2 separate regions of the Ovis aries genome follow, and region 1 is linked to region 2. Evidence: chromatin contacts called from public Hi-C data. All regions are on one chromosome and are shown on one strand. The core of a region is the stretch at or near the end of the contact, and the rest is flanking DNA. Distances in the headings are between cores, read along the strand shown. Region 1 has its middle 59 kb from the start of BTG3. Region 2 holds the start of C1H21orf91 (chromosome 1 C21orf91 homolog).

Region 1 (4,842 bases), core at 1,165-3,664, 130 kb before region 2:
TTTGACTTAGGATGTTTCTGATTTATACAGGGTTTACTGGGACTTGGCCCCGTCCTGAGCTGGGGAAGATCCGCAGTATCTAATTCCGTAGTGTTGTTCCATTGTTGCTTGTTTCAGGCCTCGCACCCCTTCTGCCCCCCAGCTAGCTACATTGTGATGGTTCCGGAAAGAAGTCATGCTTGGCTTGCCTTTGCCACCCCCAGTGCGCCTGTGCGTGAGGCTCTCAGCCTGGGCTTTCTCGTCAAGAGAGAGAGAGAACTGTGACACGTGCTCCCGTTTATTGTGCACATCCTGTGTTCCAAGTGCAGTGCAGACACTTTACATATTATTACTCATCCTTGCATAGGAACTGATAATTTTACCTCTTTTCTCAGCTGAATTGGACATCCGAAAAGGCGAGTAACTTACGGATAGCTAGTATAGGGTTTGAACCCAGATTGAACCTAGGATTTGAACTCATGTTCTTTTTACTTCTGTATATCCACTTGCCTCATTCTCAGAGCTCACAAAGATTGCAAATAATCACATTATAGCAGTATTACTTTGGTTGCAGTTTGGACTGTTAACCTGGATGAACACAAGTTGATTTTCAGTGTTACCTCTGCTGAGACTTAAGTGACCAATTTTCTGAGCAAAAGTCCTTTACTCTTTAGGGCCATTAGGGCCCAGTTGTTGTTTAGTCATTAAGTCGTGCCTGACTCTTGTTATCCCGTGGACTGTAGCCCCCCTGGCTCCTCTGTCCATGGGATTTCCTAGGCAAGAATTCTGGGGTGGGTTGTTATTCCCTTCTCCAGGGGATCTCCCCCCCCAGGAATCGAACCCTAGTCTCCTGCATTGCAAGCAGATTCTTTACTGACTGAGCCCCCAGGGAAGTCCACTAGAGCCCAGCGAGAGCCCCCAAATATCACCAATGAACAGCTTGGTTCTGCAGCCCAGGACTTACCCTGAGTCTCACAGTGGCGGGGCTGTTGTAATGACGAAGGGCCTGTAACTTGTCCCTTCATTTCCTGGTCCGCATTTCATCACTCCCACATTTTATAAACAATACTTCCTCTATGACATAATCATAGGCAAGCACTCTAGGAGCTTTCAAGTGACAAGAAAGTGCCAGGAATAGTTTATTTGCCTTGGAAAGATATAAATTCCTGCGTCTATTCAGATTCCAGTGGCTTTCAGAGAAACGGAGCGCAAGGCTTTCCTTAAGAAAGGCCGCCAATGGGAGTGATTTCTGGTGATGCAATGCTGGTATTTTAGTACCGTCCTGGAGAAGGAAGAGGTGGGGTTTCTCTGGAGCCAGAAGAACTCATAATTAGTTCTCACCCAGGCTGCTTAAGCAATTATGGTGAAACCAAATCACATTACGTTTTTTCTCCTGCACTTGATAAAAGCTTCAACCCTGCTCCTCCTGCCCCATAGGGCACTTGGCTGGCCATTATTTCTGACATCACAGGCACTATTCTTTCCTGTTGTTTCCAGGCTACCACTGTCGCTGTGTAAAATCAGAAGTGTGGGGGGAATAAGGCACACCTCTTGGTCTCACTACTTCAGAGGCACCTAGCAACCCTGTCTCCAGGCAGGCAGCACGCATCTCTCTGGTACTTCACTGCCCACTCACAGCAGAGGCGGCGTGCTCTCTGCAAATAGCCTACCTCTTTGCCAGTGCCAGCTTGGTGGTGGGGTGGTGGTGTCATTTGGCGTCCTCAGGGATGTTTGGTTCTTGTTCTGGGAAGGCTAGGGTAAAGTAATGACGATTTCCCCAAAGCTGTTTGTGGAATCAGAAATTAGGTCAAGCAGTTCTGTGCTTGGGGTTGCATGGTCTAAAATCAAAAGCAGTGGTTTCCAACCTTTGTTTTTTCCAGTCTCTGACATATTTCAGACATAAACTTTCCAGAATGTTCCTGACATTCTTTCCTAAAGGATGTTTCCCAAGTATATTTATGCAATGAGGAACCCTTCTGGCCATTTTGTCCATCCACCACTGGCCTAACAATACTAGGCACTCCAGCCATTGGTTTTCTTGATATCCATTCTCTGCCTCAAAAGGTGTCTATAAGTTGGGATGAAGAAAGCCCTGCACTGGCTTACCGAACAGCCACATGGACTTTCCATTTCAGGACATTATGATGAGATGTTGAGACTTTACAATTTGCTTTCTGTACTTCATGGAATTGTTAAAGGTGCTTTATTTCTTTACTTCTTATATTTGATCTGCATTTTGACCCATCCACAGAATAAAGGCCTTAGAGAGTGAAAGTTGCATCTCTTTTGGAGGGAAATCAAGCTTTTCCTATTGTGACTGATCATGTCAGACTCCTAGGCATGTAAAGCTTCATTTGGGAAACCACAAGTGCTGCTGGAAGAGGAGTGATTCCAAAACCATAAAGGGAATAAGTGTTAACTTCCAGGAGTCACTTTCCCACTCACTCACTCACCAAGCAGTTATTGCATTCCTGTCACATGCCAGACCCACTACTGGGAGAAAGGCTGATGAATGTGAATGAAAAACCTTACTTAAAAACTCATAGTCTTGGGGGTGTCTTAGTGAAAATAACAGGAACAATGTCAGATGTGTTGTAATACAAGTACTTGCAAGTGGATTTGGGAGCTCATGTGGGGATAGGAGGGCTCTTTAAGGAGATAGTAGGGAGGGGGGAATAAATATATATCATTTATTAAAAAAATCAGTGGTTCTGGGGGTTTGGCAGTGGGAGGGAAGCATAAACAGGTGGAACACAAAAGACTTTTAGGTAACTGAAACTACTCTGTATGATACTATCGTGATGGATACATATAATTATGTTTGTCAAAACCCATAGAATGTATACAATCAAGAGTGAACCCTAGAGTCAACCTGGGGACTATGTGTGATAATGGTGTGTCAGGGTAGGTTCAACAGTTGTAGCAAATGTACCACTGTGGGCGGGGTGGGGGCAGAATGTTGATAGTTGGGGAGGCTGTGGATGTATTGAGGACAGAGGATAATGGGAATTCACAATGCCTTCCATTCAATTTTGATATGAACAAAAACTGCTCTAAAAATAGTCTTAAAAGCGAAAACAAAGTGTCTGGGAATTAGTATGAGGATTCATGACTCAGTACCTAAATGGTGGTTATGGACACGAGAGCATTTCTACGTTTCCTGAAGGTAATATTCTGACGGTAGACTGCACTTGCATAAAGATCAATAACCCTGTCAATGAAAACAAATATCCATCTGGCAGGGAAGATTGAGGTATACAGATTATTATGAGCTATGCGTTGAAGAATGGAGTATGAGAATTTGAACCAACTTAGTCCCAGTTACTTTTCATTGCACAAATATCAGGTAATTTTGAACTTCATCAGAGCTCTCCAGTAGTTAGAGGGAGTATCACTTACCACCTTTCTACCAGATAGTTGTAGCAAAAATATATTTCAGACCATATTATTCTTTTTTTAACAAAACTTTTTATTTTGCATTGGGGTATAGCCAATTATACTGGAGAAGGAAATGGCAACCCACTCCAGTGTTTTTGCCTGGAGAATCCCAGGGATGGGGGAGCCTGGTGGGCTGCCGTCTATGGGGTCGCACAGAGTCGGACATGACTGAAGCGACTTAGCAGCAGCAGCAGCAGCAGCATAGCCAATTATATGAAGACTGGGTTTCCCTCATAACTCAGTTGTTAAAGAATCTGCCTACGATGCAGGAAACCTGGGTTTGATTCCTGGGTTGGGAAGATCCCCTGGAGAAGGGAATGGCACCCCACTCCATTATTCTTGCCTGGAGAATCCCATGGACAGAGAAGCCTGGCAGGACTCTTGAGTCCATGCGGTCTCAAGAGTCGGACATGGGTTAGCAACTAAACCACCACCATAGCCAATTGATAAACAATGTTGTTATAGTTTCAGGTAAACAGTGAAGGGACTCAACCACGTATATATGTGTATCCATTCTCTGCCAACTCCCCTCCCATCCAGGCTGCCAAATAACGGTGAGCAGAGTTCTGTGTGCTATACAGTAGGGCCTTGTCGGTTATTCATTTCAGACCATATCATTCTAAGTACACAAATACTGGGTAGCAAGCAGGCATAAAACAATTGTACAGTCTCTGTTTACTTTTCATATTTTCAGTTTTCACCCTTGACACAATGACCAGAACCTCCATGAATGACTCTCCCCAAGATGAAGACAAGTGTGTTCTGATGGAGCGGGGGTCAGGCCGTTTAGTCAGATCAGAGAACAGGACTGTCCTCCTGGTGTGAACTACTGACCCAGACAGGTATTTCTACCTTCTTCCTGCAAAGATGGAGATGTCCAGCTTCTAACAGTTTCATAACTTAAACTCCACTGATTTCACCAGTTAGAAAGTCTTTCTAATACACTAAAATAATAAGCCTTTTAGTGTTGATATGGGCTCAGACGGTAAGGAATCTGCCTGCCATGTAGGAGGCCTGGGTTGGATCCCTGGGTCAGGAAGATCCCTGGAGGAGGGGATGGCAACCCACTCCAGTATTCTTGACTGGAGAATTCCATGGGCAGAGGAGTAGCAAAGAATCAGGGTAACTAAGTGACTAAAAATTTCACCTTTTTTTTTTTTTTTTTTGACAAAAATACTTTTGAATGCCACCTGGCCAATTCTTAGGGTGTTTATTAGATCAGGCCACATCATATGTTCATTGATCCCTGGGGTATAGATTAGCTTTGAATTGTGCACACAGAGTTCCAAATGTTTACATACTGTGGTATTGTAAAGCAAATTGCAACAGACAATTAAAATGAAAGAAACGTCATTGAGAAAAAGATTTTTTAAAAGAGATCAATCAGAATGAAACTCTTTGCTTTGCATTGTACTAGTAACTATG
Region 2 (4,538 bases), core at 756-3,255:
CTTAATAAACAGAACCAGTAAAGAATAAAAATTAATCTAAAGGTCTAACAAAATCTCTCTACTGGTATATTACAATTCAAAATTCAAATGGAAGGCAAACTTATTATCAGAAATATTAAGATCCTTTTTTGTGTGACATAAATATTTAAAAGAAATCAGAACTTATCAAGGTAACATCAAGATTAAGGAAACGTACCCCACATGTTTCTTGGAGGCAAACTACTGATATCCACAGACACATTTGCTGTGCACATTAGCTGTGCATCAACCTAAAAACTTTAATAATAGAGATTAAAAAAAAAAGTATTCGGAGAACTCATTTGTGTACTGTTAGAGATATTACTGAGACATTTTAAAAGCTTTTTTTAGTTTAAAAATTATTAAAGGTGTATATGATCATTGAAAAGTTATGTAAAAATTTAAAAATGTGCTTCAGATAATAAGAGCACTGGAGAAAAAATTACAGCTCACCTCAATTATGTACTAGCATGGTACGGCCAAAACAACAAAATTATATTTGCCTATCAATGTAAATGTTTGGTTATGTTAGTTCTTAATATCAAACCAAAACAAAACATACAGATCTGTTGAAATCTGACAACTCAATAAGCTCTCAAAACAGAAAAGTTTAGCAGTCAATACTCATTTTTATATTAGTAAAACTGAGTTAATACTGTGGGAGTGAAAAAAATAGTTGCTCTTAAATTCATAGCTGTGCTACCTTCAGTTTCATTTCCAGAAACCTTTAACAGATTTCCGCTTGGCACAATTTACAATCATTTAAGAAACTTTAGTTTTACCTTATAACCAGAGTTCAGCATGAAGTAGTTCTGTAAAGTTCCGGGCATAAAATGAATTTATCCTGTGTCCTTACCGTCAATATTTAGCTCAAAACAAACGTGGCAGAAGGAGAGTGTTTCTTTGTCTGTTCCCAGTTTACAAACACTGCAGATGTTGTCATCATTCAAATCAATGCTTACAAACTGCTCCTCTTCGTTCATAATGCCCCTATTAAGAAACAGAAAAACAAAGTTACACAATTTAAAGTACTTGTCATCACGGCAATAATAGGAACTTCTAGGAAAGAGAAGGATGCTTTTCAGTTTATCTAAGGCAACAGCCGCACGAAACAAGCATCGCTACACTAATACTTTTACTGTCCAAGGACACAAAGCTAGTAAAAAAGTCCAGCCGCAAGTGACACTATGCCCAAGCGCCTTTTTTGGTCCTGTGTTGTATTTAGTTGAGGGGAGCTGATGAAGAACAATTTTCGGGTATTCTAGACCGCTTCCATCCCCGACCAGGCGCGGAAAGAGCTTAGCAGCGCGGCCTGTTCAGCTACCGGGGTCTGTCAACCTACTTAACGCTGTCGAAGGGAGGACGAGCGACGCGCTCGGGACACCGCTCTCCTTACTTCATTGTGGGAACCTTAGATGCGTCTCGCTAGCTCGGCGCGGCGAGGTCTGCTATTCCAGGTCCGCGGCAGGCAAAATGCACGTGGAAAAAGTGAACGCTAGGGAGGGGGTCCAGCCGTGTCCCCGGCATCCGCACGGAAGGTCGGGCAGCGGCTCAGCGGAGCGGCTCGGGCACGGCCGGAGGAGCCGGGATGGCCAAGCCCGGCCGGGGATTGGGGGCGGGCGGTGCTGGATCCCAGAGAGCCCGGCCGGCGGGAGCGTCGCGTCCTCTCGCCCCGCGGCTTCCTCCCACCCGGGGAGAAGGCGTTCGAGAGCTCCAGCAACCGGTCCGTACGGACTCAGCGCTTCCCGCCCGGCCTCCGGCGTTTGGGGGCGCGCGCCCGCCCCTCAGGGTGCCGCGTCCTTCTCCCCGCCCGTCCGTCGGGGCGCCCCGCGCGCAACAAAGACGGGGGCCGCGGGGCTCAGAGGGCAAAGGCGGCGGGACCGCGGGGTCGGGAACCAGGGCGCGGGCTGGGGGAGCGGGAGCTTTACCGTCCGGGTTCGCGCGCCACCGAAGCCACCGCCGATCCGCGCGGCTCGGGCTCCTCACTATTGTTTCCGGCCGCAGCCGAGCAGCCAGCCCGCCCGGGCCCCGCCCCCTCCCGGGGGCCCCGCCCCCTCCCGCCGGTGCCATCCTTCCGAGGCTCTGGGGGAGAACGGTGGGGCGGCGCGGAGGGCGAAGCCGCGCGCTCGCTCGGCGGCCGCCAACCCCGGCAGCTCCCGGGCTGCATCGACGCCGTGGCCTCGGCTCGGATTTCCTCCTGATCCCGCGTCTCCTGGCCCGGATGTCTCACCGTTCGGTGTCTCACACGCCCCTCCTCGAGGCAAGTAGATACAGGAGTCCGTTATCACCTCCCCCTTTAGCGTAGGGGAAACTACTGCCTCCGGGCGGGGGCCGCGGGGGCCGCAAAGTGACGGGGCTGGGGGACACGGCCAGAGATACGCGGGGAGAACTTTGGGTGAAATCGCTAGACCGAGGCAAAATAGTATCGCTGAACTTTTGAGTTAGGTGCCGGTTGACGAGTTTAATGGGAGAAAAGTTTGTGTTTCAAGTTTTCGTCATTTAGGGGTAATTTCAACTCCAGAAGCTTTATTTTTAAGATTGTTGTAGAAATGGGGCTCCCCTCCCCTGTAATATGGCGCATTCCTAACACGCCCACGAGGATAATCCCGGAGCCCCACCTCTTATTTTAGGTTCCGCCCCTTTAGAAAACCGAGGTACTCAAGATCTCTTTTGCCCCTCTTTGGTTTCTGTTTGACATTCTTTCTTTTAAGGTTATGATTCATATAACACTTTGACTTACATTTTCTATTGTAAGACTCAAGCAACCGTTTAGAGAAGAGAAACCAGAAGAGTTCTTATTTTGCCTCCTAAAAATGACTAACCCAGATTATCTGTTGGTTAGAAACAGAGGTGGGGACTTGATCACAGGGGTTAGCTGTTATTTTCCAGAACATCATAAACACCTGTACTGTTTACACAGACAGGACTAGGTTGTCAGTCCACAGGTGACTGGGGGTAGGAATGGATTCCGTAGAACTTGCGAACTTCTAGACCAAACTGGCGCTTAACTTAAACTATCAGTGCCCCAGAAAAGTGATCTGTATTTTTGCTACTTGAAGTATAGGAGGTGAGTCAGCAATATTGGCCTGATATCTTGTTAGAAGAAGAAGGGGACTACAGTGGATGAGATGGTTGGATGACATCACCGACTGGATGGACATGAGTTTGAGCAAGCTCGGAGAGTTGGTGATGGACAGGTAAGCCTGGCATGCTGCAGTCCATGGAGTCGCAGAGAGTCAGACACGACTGAGCAACTGAACTGACTGATCTTGTTAGAAATGTAGAATATAAAGTCTCACCCAAGACATCCTGAATCTGAACCTGCTTTTCACAAAACCTCGAGGTGATTAATGTACACATGAGAATTTGAGAAGCACTAATATAAACAGAAGGGCCTCCCAGGTGGTTCAGTGGTAAAGAATCTGCCTGCCTATGCAGCAGCTGGATCCCTGGGTTGGATCCCTGGCAACCCACTCTGGTATTCTTGCCTGGGAAATCCCATGGACAGAGGAGCCCAGTGGGCTGAAGTCCATGGGTTCTCAAGTGAGTGAGCCATAACTTAGCTGACTGAACAACAACAGATTAAAATAAAAAAGTCTTTGTGTTACCTATTTGAATTTCACATTTTATGTAAATATGACTGATATGTTTTACATCTTGGGTTCTACTCATTTTTTTTCAATGAAGTATTTTCTAAAATCAGTAACGATTTTCTTGGATCGAAGTTATTTTCATTTCTCAGTGTTCTCTCTCTGTAGCATTTTGCCTATCTACCTCTCCTTAAAACTTTTACCTTGTTTTTTATTTAAAAATTATTTTTAAAAGTCTACACTTTGGGGTTTAACTTAGAGAAATAAAACTTTCCCATTTTAAAAGTACAGTCCCTGAGTTTTGCCAAATGTATACAATAGCATGTCCACCACCCCAATCAAAATATAGAACATTTCCACAACCTTGAAATTCTCTATGCCCCTTCTCAGTCAAACCCCTACCCCCATCTGATCTAATTTATATCTCTAAAGATATGGTTTGCCTGCTCTAGAACTTTATATGCGTGAAAATAAATGGTGTGTATTCTTTTGTGATTGCCTTAAATGGTGTGTATTCTTTTGTGATTGCCTTATTCAGCATATTTTTGAGATTCATGGTGCTGTTTTGTAATAGGAGTTCCTTTTTGTTGCTGAATAATATTCCACAATTTGTTCATCCATTCTGCCCTGTGCTCTATGATGACCTAGGGGGTTGGGATACAGGGTGGGATGGGGATGGGAGGGAGGTTCAAGCAGGAGAGGAATAAATGTATATTTCTGGCTGATTCACATTATTGAATGGCAGAAATTAAAGACATTGTAAAGTAATTCTCCTCCAATTAAAAAAAGAAAAAAGACCGGACCCAAGCAGACAAGCCAGCTAGGAAATGGAACTTCAGTCTTAAAACTTCAGGGAACTGAATTCAGCCAAAAAACTGAATGGATTTGGATGTTCAATTCAATACCTGTCTGATGTCTTGATTTTAGCCT

Evidence for each region. Hi-C and Micro-C count contacts between places; a contact is called where the count stands out from the background.
Region 1: a contact with region 2 is called in a Hi-C map of skin fibroblasts, with 2.7 times the contacts expected there. The contact joins the enhancer-like site here to the promoter of C1H21orf91 in region 2. A contact is called at or near these places in 2 of 16 Hi-C or Micro-C datasets (blood and skin fibroblasts).

What each region holds. Positions count from the first base shown.
Region 1 is chr1:140,175,688-140,180,529 of ARS-UI_Ramb_v3.0, reverse strand. No RefSeq gene overlaps it. Among named protein-coding and RNA genes, the nearest start is that of BTG3, 59 kb to the left of the region's middle. Within about 2 kb of position 2,414, at least 9 of the 54 cell types and tissues checked have an H3K27ac peak or open chromatin away from gene starts, as enhancers often do.
Region 2 is chr1:140,047,768-140,052,305 of ARS-UI_Ramb_v3.0, reverse strand. C1H21orf91 (chromosome 1 C21orf91 homolog) reads right to left here and starts at 2,005. Exons shown (of 4, transcript XM_042230074.1): 1 at 1,947-2,005; 2 at 875-1,008. The coding sequence starts at 1,001.